Linked DNA regions of Zea mays: regions 1 and 2 are each linked to region 3. A link is a contact called in public Hi-C data. All regions are on one chromosome and are shown on one strand. The core of a region is the stretch at or near the end of the contact, and the rest is flanking DNA. Distances in the headings are between cores, read along the strand shown.

Region 1 (2,700 bases), core at 30-2,529, 320 kb after region 3:
CGGTATTAAAGACTTAAGGGTAGGGTGTAAACGAATCCGATACGGATGGATATTACTCCTTCTATATTTATTTTCATATTTTCTCTTTAGATTCGAAACAAATTTGGATATTATCAAGTTGTGTCGAATAAGATTTGAATGAATATCGATATTTCAAATATCCAACTTTAAGAAAACGGATATGGATAAAGAACAGATTTAATCTGAAACTGAGTACCTAGACTCGGATACAGATCGGTTCTCATCTCTCTTAGACGAATTGAAATTAAATACGAATGTATAATATCAGTACCATTTATATTCCTACTAGTAAGCTAGAACTGAAAGTTCTGGGATGGAACCAAAGTTACAAAGAGGCATTTTAGACTTTTTAGTGTCGGTTCGTACGAACAAGGCTTCAGAAGAAAAAAAAACCTTTAATATCTGTTCTTTTAAGGAACGTCTTTAATCAATGCTAATTATTTAACCGTATGTAGTAACAGGTAGGTGATGAAATGGAAATGTCGATGCACGCTACGGCGGCCAGCACATTCAGGCAAGAAGCAGACAATGTTTCTCTTTCTGGGCGGTGCACGTTCCTGATGCTCCAACGGTGAGTTTTCCGTTTTGGGCACTGGCATCATCTGCCGATACAAGACATGCATGCATGGTCGATGAACCAGGTGCTGTCAGAATGAACTTAACTAAACAAAGACGACTAAACTAATTCAGGACGGCAATGCATCGAGCTGTACTGAATGGAACGCTTTTGCACCCTCCGGGAGCATCGGATCCTCTGTGCCACACTATGCTGTGTGCTGTTCCACTGCTCAATTGGACGATGACGACGATCTAGCGCGCTCGCTGCTTTCCTCTAATCCTCTAACCATCTATAATTACTTTTTATCTTTAACTATTAAATATATTAGATGTCAAGAGCTGGTATTATTCTAACCATCTAGTATTTAAAATGCACATCACCAGGTGGGGCGGAAAGGTTGTCACCAGGCCCCTCATCAACATGACAACCACAGAAGATCTGCTCTCCCGTACCCAACACAGGCCCAGCAAATAAAATTACATCGCGGCCTGCAATTCCAAGAAAAGGGAGGGATCGGCCGCCAGCTGCTTCGTTGAATCATCCGTAGCAAATACTACTAATAACTCGAGGCCAGGACACCAGGTCAAAACCAGAACAAACTGTCAGCATTCCAAGCGGAATCTTCAACTCCACCCCCACCGTGTACCATTTATACGTGCGCTGCCCGCGGCTGCCACACCCACACCCCGACCGGCCGGCCGGCGGCATCATCATCCTCACTGCCACTCTAAAACTCTCTCTCGCGCGCGCGCGCGCTCCACAAGTACGCAACACGGTACACGTGCAATCATATTCATACCACGCAATAATCATCTAGCCATGGTAGCGCCGTCGGCGGCGGCAGGCCGGGACATGGCGCCGGAGTCTCTCCCGCTCGGCATTATCCCGACGGTGGACATGTCGGCGCCGTCGGGGCGCGGCGAGCTGGCGCGCCGGCTGGTGCGCGCCTGCGCGGAGCGCGGCTTCTTCAAGGCCGTCAACCACGGCGTGCCGCCGCGGGTGTCCGCCCGGCTGGACGCCGCCACGTCGGCGTTCTTCGCGCGCCCCGCTCCGGTGAAGCAGGCGGCCGGGCCGCCGGACCCGCTGGGGTATGGCAGCCGGAACATTGGTGCCAACGGCGACGTCGGCGAGCTGGAGTACCTCATCCTGCACGCCCAACCCGCAGCAGTGGCGCGCAAGGCCATGGTCATCGACGCGGAGGACCCTTCGCGGTTCAGGTAATATCATATCTACGATTATATTGTATATTAATTATTTTGCACATGTTCTTGTAGCCTTTGTTTAGTTTTGTTCATCTACTCTGGAAAGTTGCAAACGTCTCTATATTGTATATGATATATTATTGTTATAATCACTTAAATTATGTATCGACGCGAAAATTTATTTCTTGTGCAAGATGCATCATTAGTCGTCGTTAGTGCCATAGGTAGTATATACCAATGCGCCTGAGTCAGTTTTTTAAAATGAAGATGATGAAAGAAAGAAATCGGCGTGCCTTGTCTCTGATTCTAGCAAGTGGATAAACCTGATGCGACGCCTACTGGCCAACACTACTCGAAACGTGAATTAGGCCCGTTTGGTTTGGGATGACTAAAGTCTAGTGACTAAAATTTAGTCATTTTTAGTCCCTAAAGAAGCAAACAGGATGACTAAAGTGGGATAACTAAACTTACATTCTTTAGTCACTAAGGGGTGACTAAAAGAGACTAAAGTAGGATTTTTACCTCATTTGCTATCTTCTCTTTTTTAGTGCAACACATGTCCACTAATTAATAGGGGTAATGCAATCATTATTCACACCAATTAATGCTTTTTAGTAAGATTTAGTCACTGGAACCAAACGAGATACTTTAGTCACTAAAATTTAGTCAGGTGACTAAAGAAACCAAGCAGGGCCTTAGCCTGTGGGTGTTGAATTTTGCACTGGTAGGGAAATTTATGATTCTAGAAGTGCATGTTGGTCACCTCCAGTAGTTCCACAAAAAACTCCCTAAAGTTGATTTAGGGTGTTAGTAAACAAAAATCATGCTACAACAATTTCTTAAATGAGTTTTCTCAATATATAATAACTTCCAAGATATCTCTATTTAGTTCTCAAACCTGGTGAGTTGTTTCACACT
Region 2 (3,039 bases), core at 184-2,683, 460 kb after region 3:
ACTAAATTCTTCTGGAATTTTAATTTTTGACCAGACGAGGAACTAGTAAGCAGGATCGGGATCAGCTCACCTGAAGCTGGAGGGTGTGGAGGAGGAAGTTGCGGACGATCTCGGTCTCGCCGCGCATGAGGAAGGCGAGCGCGGAGGGCACGAAGTCCCTGATGAAGACCTGGTCGTAGTTGAGCATCTCCGTGCACTCGGGGTCCTCCGCCGCCACCGTCCCCACGGGCTCGCCGCAGTAGCTGACGACCGCCCTCCGCAGCAGCCTCCACGCCTCCCTCTCTGTCTCCGTCTCCTCCCTCAAGGGGACGGCCGGCGCCACGGCCTCATCGGTCTGCAGCGCTGCCGCGTCCTCCTCCTCCTTGGAGGGCGGGGTCTCAAGCGGGAACGAGTCGGGAAAGAGGACGCGGTCGAAGAAAGGAAGGTTGCCGGAAACGGCAGCGCGGGGGTCGGAGGGGACGGGGGCTGGTACAGGGGTGGGAGGAGTGCCCGGGCCGGCCTGCGACTGCGACGCCGCGGAGACGAGGAAGGGGAGGCGCCGGCCGTACGGGGGGTGGTGCGGGTGGGGCAATCTGGGGAAGAGCGAGGTCGCGGTGCCCGCCGCCGTCTTTGACGCCGCGGCGGCGGAGGCGGACGAGATGAGGCGGCTGCAGCACGGCCTCACTGCTACGGCGGCGAGCCCCATCGGGGTTTGACCATTCATATGGCAAGCTCCGGCGAAGGGCACGGGCGCGCGGCGGAGAAACCTTGAGGGATCTACACGCAAGAAACAGGCAAAGCTAACTTGTGCCAAATATTTGGTCCACGAGTGCTCGTTCTGCGGAAGTGCGAAGGGCCGGTTCGGTTTGGGTTAGGTGGGGACTGGGGAGCATAAGGCAGAGGAGAGCTGGGAGGGAGCCAGGCTTTTTTTTATAGGGGCTGTTTGATTTCCTTTTCTCGGAGCCTGGCCACCGTGGCTTGTATATTTGAGGAGGCAGGCTCCTTTTAGGCAGGTCCAGCATGTGCAATACTGACAGCAAGAGCCTTTCTTTGGTGGGTTATTGACTTGTTGGAGCTTCTACAAATCAGATATAATTTATGTTTGGCTGCATTTATGAGTATATAAAAGTGATATAAATAAAATTAATATTTAAATTTATATAACAAGTGTGATCAAGTTTTGTTCCTACCATGTTAAAAACATAAAAGCAAAATCAGTTTGATAATTAAATATCTTAACTAAAAGATATATAATAAAAGAACGAGTTTAAAGTCACCCGCTTTCTATGGGCCTATGGCACACCAGGCTAGAGAGCCTCGCTTGCATCTGTTTTCCCAGGTCAATGATAGTGTACATGTAACCAACCACATAAAAATGCTAATAATGTTATATACCGCCGGCGAGGTCTAAAATGTTGCAAGCAAAAGCAACCAGACAGCTCATAAAAGATCGCGCGGTAGCTGGTGGGGTCCACCTTGGATTTAAAGGTCACGTTTCTGAAGTTTTTTCCCTGCATGCAGCATGCCCATTGGCTAAATGGAGAAATGGTGGTCATTGTCCTTCTTTTGGCTGTAGGGCTGGATGAAATTACCATCGTGAAAATCGTGTTTGGGTAATGTATTTTTCTCATGCTTAGAAATTCATGGTATAATTTTAAATTAGCACCGTGTATATCTTTTATTTACTATATTAAATCATCAGTTTCAACGGTCGTCCCGTGTCAATATTTTTTAAAAAAATCCTACATTTCTTTATAATCAACCCGCAATTTTATAATCTCTTCTATACTGCTATAATAGGAGAGTTTATGTAAAAAAATAAGGTGAAATTATGTATAATTGAGTGTTCTAAACCTTGTTGTTGGCACTATATTCACCTAATCAATAGAAAACATATATTTTGTGCTTTATTAAAACAAAATTTATCGTATGTTATATATATATATATATATATAGTTTATATATTTGAAGCCCTGGCCTCTTTCTAACTAAAGAAAGCCCTGACCACAGAACAGCCGACCAGGTGCGCCTGCACGCACCGCACGGGTCCGACCTCCATATTGTGCATGTGTAACCCCCACGCGCACACACACAAAATCCACCCATCGAATTGTTATCACACCCAGCCACAAAAACCTAACCGCTCTCCATCCCACATCCGTCGTCGCCATTCCTCCGCACGCATCGCAGAACCCGCCCTCGCTGTCTCCATGCACGCCCTCGCCGCCACTCATCCTCCTATCCCCATTCACCTCATCTCCCCCTCGGACGACGCAAGGGGTGGTCGCCGATCCCTCCCTCCCAGACATCAAGAATGGTGTCGTGCCCTGGGTCCAAGAAGGGGCAGGGTGCTGGAGGAGTGATGAGCTGCTCGATGGCGATGCGCGGACGACGAGGAAGGGCCCCTGATGCAGCGAGAACGAGAAGGTCGTGTTCATCAGCATCGTGGTAAGTAGATCCTGCACATTCACTCTGTATGGTTGCTTTTTGTTTACGTTTTTTTCTTGTCTTGTTGGATAGATCGAGCTTCTTCGTGTTAGGAGTCTTCAAGTCTCTAGGTATTGAATTAAAGAACAGGTTCAACTTTGCTTTGTTGGGAGTCCTAGTGGGGAGATATGCTAGCAGGTAATGGCTCAGCTTGGATCATAACACTGACTGGAATTCATTTGTGGCCAGGTCCATGCGTGGTTATTGTGTGGAAATTTTCATGACAAGAAAGCTAATATAAAGGGGATTTACTTGCCTAGTCCAGATCTGCCAGCTTTCCTTGATATGGTTTACTGAAAGATCTGACGTGCCTTGTCAAACATGGTCCCAACTTTTCCTTGCGAAATTTACGAGTTGGCATTGTATCAATTGGAAATCCTTTTTGTATAGAGGGCATCACAATGAAACTAATCTGTGTCTTGGACTTGGCATGTTCCTTTATTTTGGTGAACTTAGAGCTAGGAATATTTTCTGTGCGAACCGGGACACTGTTTAAGGTCATTTCAATTAGTTTTTTGTAGCCCGCTTTAGATTTACTTAGTTTGTTATTGTTTCCTTTGTTAGAAGATAGAA
Region 3 (2,700 bases), core at 126-2,625:
ACTATGTTTCGTTATGTGCAAAAATCATATACTACATCGTTCTTTGTTGGCAATCAGGAAACAATTATTGGTAAGCTCATCATGGCATGAATTACCTGCGTAGCTCTCCCCGGAGATATAAAATTCGTGGCTCCTATACTGCGGAAACCTTTTGAGCCAATTTACTAGGAAGCTGTATGCATCTTCAGCTGCAAAAGTGAAAACAAAAATGACACCACGCACGCATCTTAAAACATTTCTAAAACAATGATGCAGTGAACACATTACTCTCTAAAGAACACTGAAACTACCTACGAAAGCATCATCCAGTTTGGTGAGGTCGGATGATGTGTTGGTGTAGGAGAAGCCAACCCCAGCAGGAGACTCTAGGAAGAGCAAGTTGGCCTCTGGCAAGAGCAGTGGAAGGTGCAGCAAAGGAGGGGTCAGTTTCACTTGGTTATATTGCGCTCTTCTTTAGCCAGCCAAAAAAAGAGAGGAGAAATTGGTGCAGGCACCTTTGTTCCACGCAAAATTGTTGAACTCAAGCCCTGCCCCGTGTCTGTTGACTCTGAGAGGCCCCAACTCAGAAGCAGCTCCGTACCCAACGGACGAGCAACCAGGTCCTGCATGTTATGCAGAAATATTAGTATTATTAACTTTCCTGAAGAATGCAGAAAACATTTCGTAGGACAATTCAATGTAATTGATCAGGGTTTTCTAAGAGTGGAAGGCAAGAACCTCCATTGAGCCAGAGTAGGAGAGGCTTGTGCGCCGGCGACGTCTGGGCCTCGAAGAACCAGTAGAAGAGCGCCCTCCCGTTGCGCTCGTTCACGGTGACGTACCCGGCGAACTGCGACACCGGAGGGCTCCTCGGCTGCCCGGGGAGGAACGCCACCCGGTCGGCCTCGTGCTCGTTGTTGTAACCGTAATCCACCGTCGTCGTCGCCGCCGCGTCGTCGTAGCACCACGAGCTCTGGAAGAGAGCGAGGAGGAGAACAGCGGAGCTGAACCGCTGGCGCTTGGCCGAGGAGGACGACGTCCGGGCAACAAGACGCCCTGCCATTGTCGCCATATGCGCGAGTATGTGAGGCCGTGGTTCGATCTTGTTCCGTGCTCACTGCTCAGCAGACGGTACAAGGCGAAGAAGAGGAGAAGGCGACAGATCGAGAGAGGCACGTGCAGCGCCACTGTGCGAAGGATCAGAAAACGGGGCTGGCTTCGTTCTCGGCCTCTAGCTAGCAAACAGCCAAGAAGGTAGAAGGGGCTCACAGCCACAGCTAGGCAGCTCGAGCCGTGTAACAGTGAGGTCATGTGAAGCGGATGGCGCCTGCCATTGGCGGTGGAGGTGGCCGGGGAACGGCGTCGGAAGGATCACGGCAGGCACGGGTTGTTGGGGGGATTGGGTGGTGTTGCCGCATGTGAGCCGCCGGCCGGATAACATAAACGATTTTTATTTGCTGCCGCTGCACTCTAGCGGTCTAGCCGAGGGAATCTTCCACTGACGGCTGCCTGCAACTGCGTGACCGTAGTCAGTAAAGTATCCTTGAAATGGTCGCAGTAGCAGCTCCCAAGGATCAAGATTTGGTTTCATTTCATTTTCGTTGAGGGCATTCTTGGCTAGGCGTGGCCGGGTCGACGACGGACTTTGGCAGGCACCCCAGAACGGAACCTGCCAAAAATAAATTTGCAGCGGCGCGATATGGCCCGTGGACGTCGTGTTCCTTTGGGCCTCGTCATGGGCTAATGTTATAAAATATACAGACTAATACTAATAAACATGAGTTGAATGCAGAGGCGGATCCATAGGGGGCAAAGTGGGTCATGGCCCTCTCTCAATTTTGTACACCCTTTTATGTATAATGATTATTTAGTATTAAGTGTAGAAAAAAATCAAAGTTTTAAATAGTTTAAAGTCTTTCTAAATCTCTAAAACTAATAGCTAGTTACTAAAATTAGTCGAAAGGTTTAGAATGGATCAACTAATTGTTAGCTATAGCCCTTAAATAAGTATTAGTTGTTAGATGCCCCAACCTAGCTAAAACTAGTTAACAGTTAGCTCTAGAGGTTTAGAACATGGCATAAAACAACCATGTTATGAGCCTGCTCGCCGGATCCTCTCGGTCCAGTCCTTGCATCTACCAGTCTAACTCTAATCTTCCCGACACCACCTAAACCAGTCTGCTCGCTGCCCCGTTTCCGCCACCGACCCATTCCCGATGCGACGTCACCCGACTTCGCCCCTTCCTACCGCCTCCGTCCCTTTCTGTTTTTACCGTGACGTCAATCCGCTCGACAAGCTATATCTCGCTCGTCGCAACGATATGACTTGTCCCATGCGGTCGACGGACTAGAAAATCATGTCTCTCATGTGGTCTTTTTGGCCCCCCTGAATTTTGGTCCTACGTCCGCCACTGTTTGAATGCACTAAATCTAATAATTAGGCTTCATTTGGTACACCTCCAGCCCTCTAAAACTGACTTTGGCTCTGACTTCTTTTGAAGAACAACTCTATAGAAGCCAGTGTTTTTTTAATAAATCATTTGGCAAAATGACTCCTCTAAACGTGAGAGAAGGGGAGTGAGAGGAGGAGCCGCTAGGAGCCAATTTTTTGGCTTTGGCTCCTCTCTATAAAAATGGCTTCGACTTCTCCGTGCTCTTTGTTGGCAGCTCTTTTTTTAGACCGTTTGGGAAGGCTCATCCAAGAGCCAGAGCTGGAGCCGG

What was found. A called contact is a pair of places that touch in the nucleus more often than the background predicts.
Region 1: a Hi-C map of ear shows a contact between it and region 3, with 4 times the contacts expected there. The contact joins the promoter of LOC103651969 here to the promoter of LOC100282195 in region 3. A contact is called at or near these places in 6 of 25 Hi-C or Micro-C datasets (bundle sheath, ear, endosperm and 2 more) and 1 of 3 datasets of contacts at active chromatin or transcription factors (leaf).
Region 2: a contact with region 3 is called in a Hi-C map of ear, with 4 times the contacts expected there. The contact joins the promoter of LOC103650144 here to the promoter of LOC100282195 in region 3. A contact is called at or near these places in 3 of 25 Hi-C or Micro-C datasets (ear, leaf and tassel).

The regions. Positions count from the first base shown.
Region 1 is chr3:61,484,311-61,487,010 of Zm-B73-REFERENCE-NAM-5.0, reverse strand. LOC103651969 (gibberellin 2-beta-dioxygenase 2) reads left to right here and starts at 1,279. Exons shown (of 3, transcript XM_008677633.4): 1 at 1,279-1,797. The coding sequence starts at 1,400.
Region 2 is chr3:61,341,007-61,344,045 of Zm-B73-REFERENCE-NAM-5.0, reverse strand. It overlaps LOC103650144 (neutral/alkaline invertase 1, mitochondrial), which reads right to left and starts at 1,433. Exons shown (of 6, transcript XM_008675791.2): 1 at 71-1,433. The coding sequence starts at 703. It overlaps LOC103650143 (a long non-coding RNA gene), which reads left to right and starts at 1,956. Exons shown (of 3, transcript XR_002268359.2): 1 at 1,956-2,427; 2 at 2,500-2,537; 3 at 2,656-3,039.
Region 3 is chr3:61,801,153-61,803,852 of Zm-B73-REFERENCE-NAM-5.0, reverse strand. It overlaps LOC100282195, which reads right to left and starts at 1,375. Exons shown (of 10, transcript NM_001155107.2): 1 at 718-1,375; 2 at 495-602; 3 at 291-386; 4 at 96-188. The coding sequence starts at 1,051.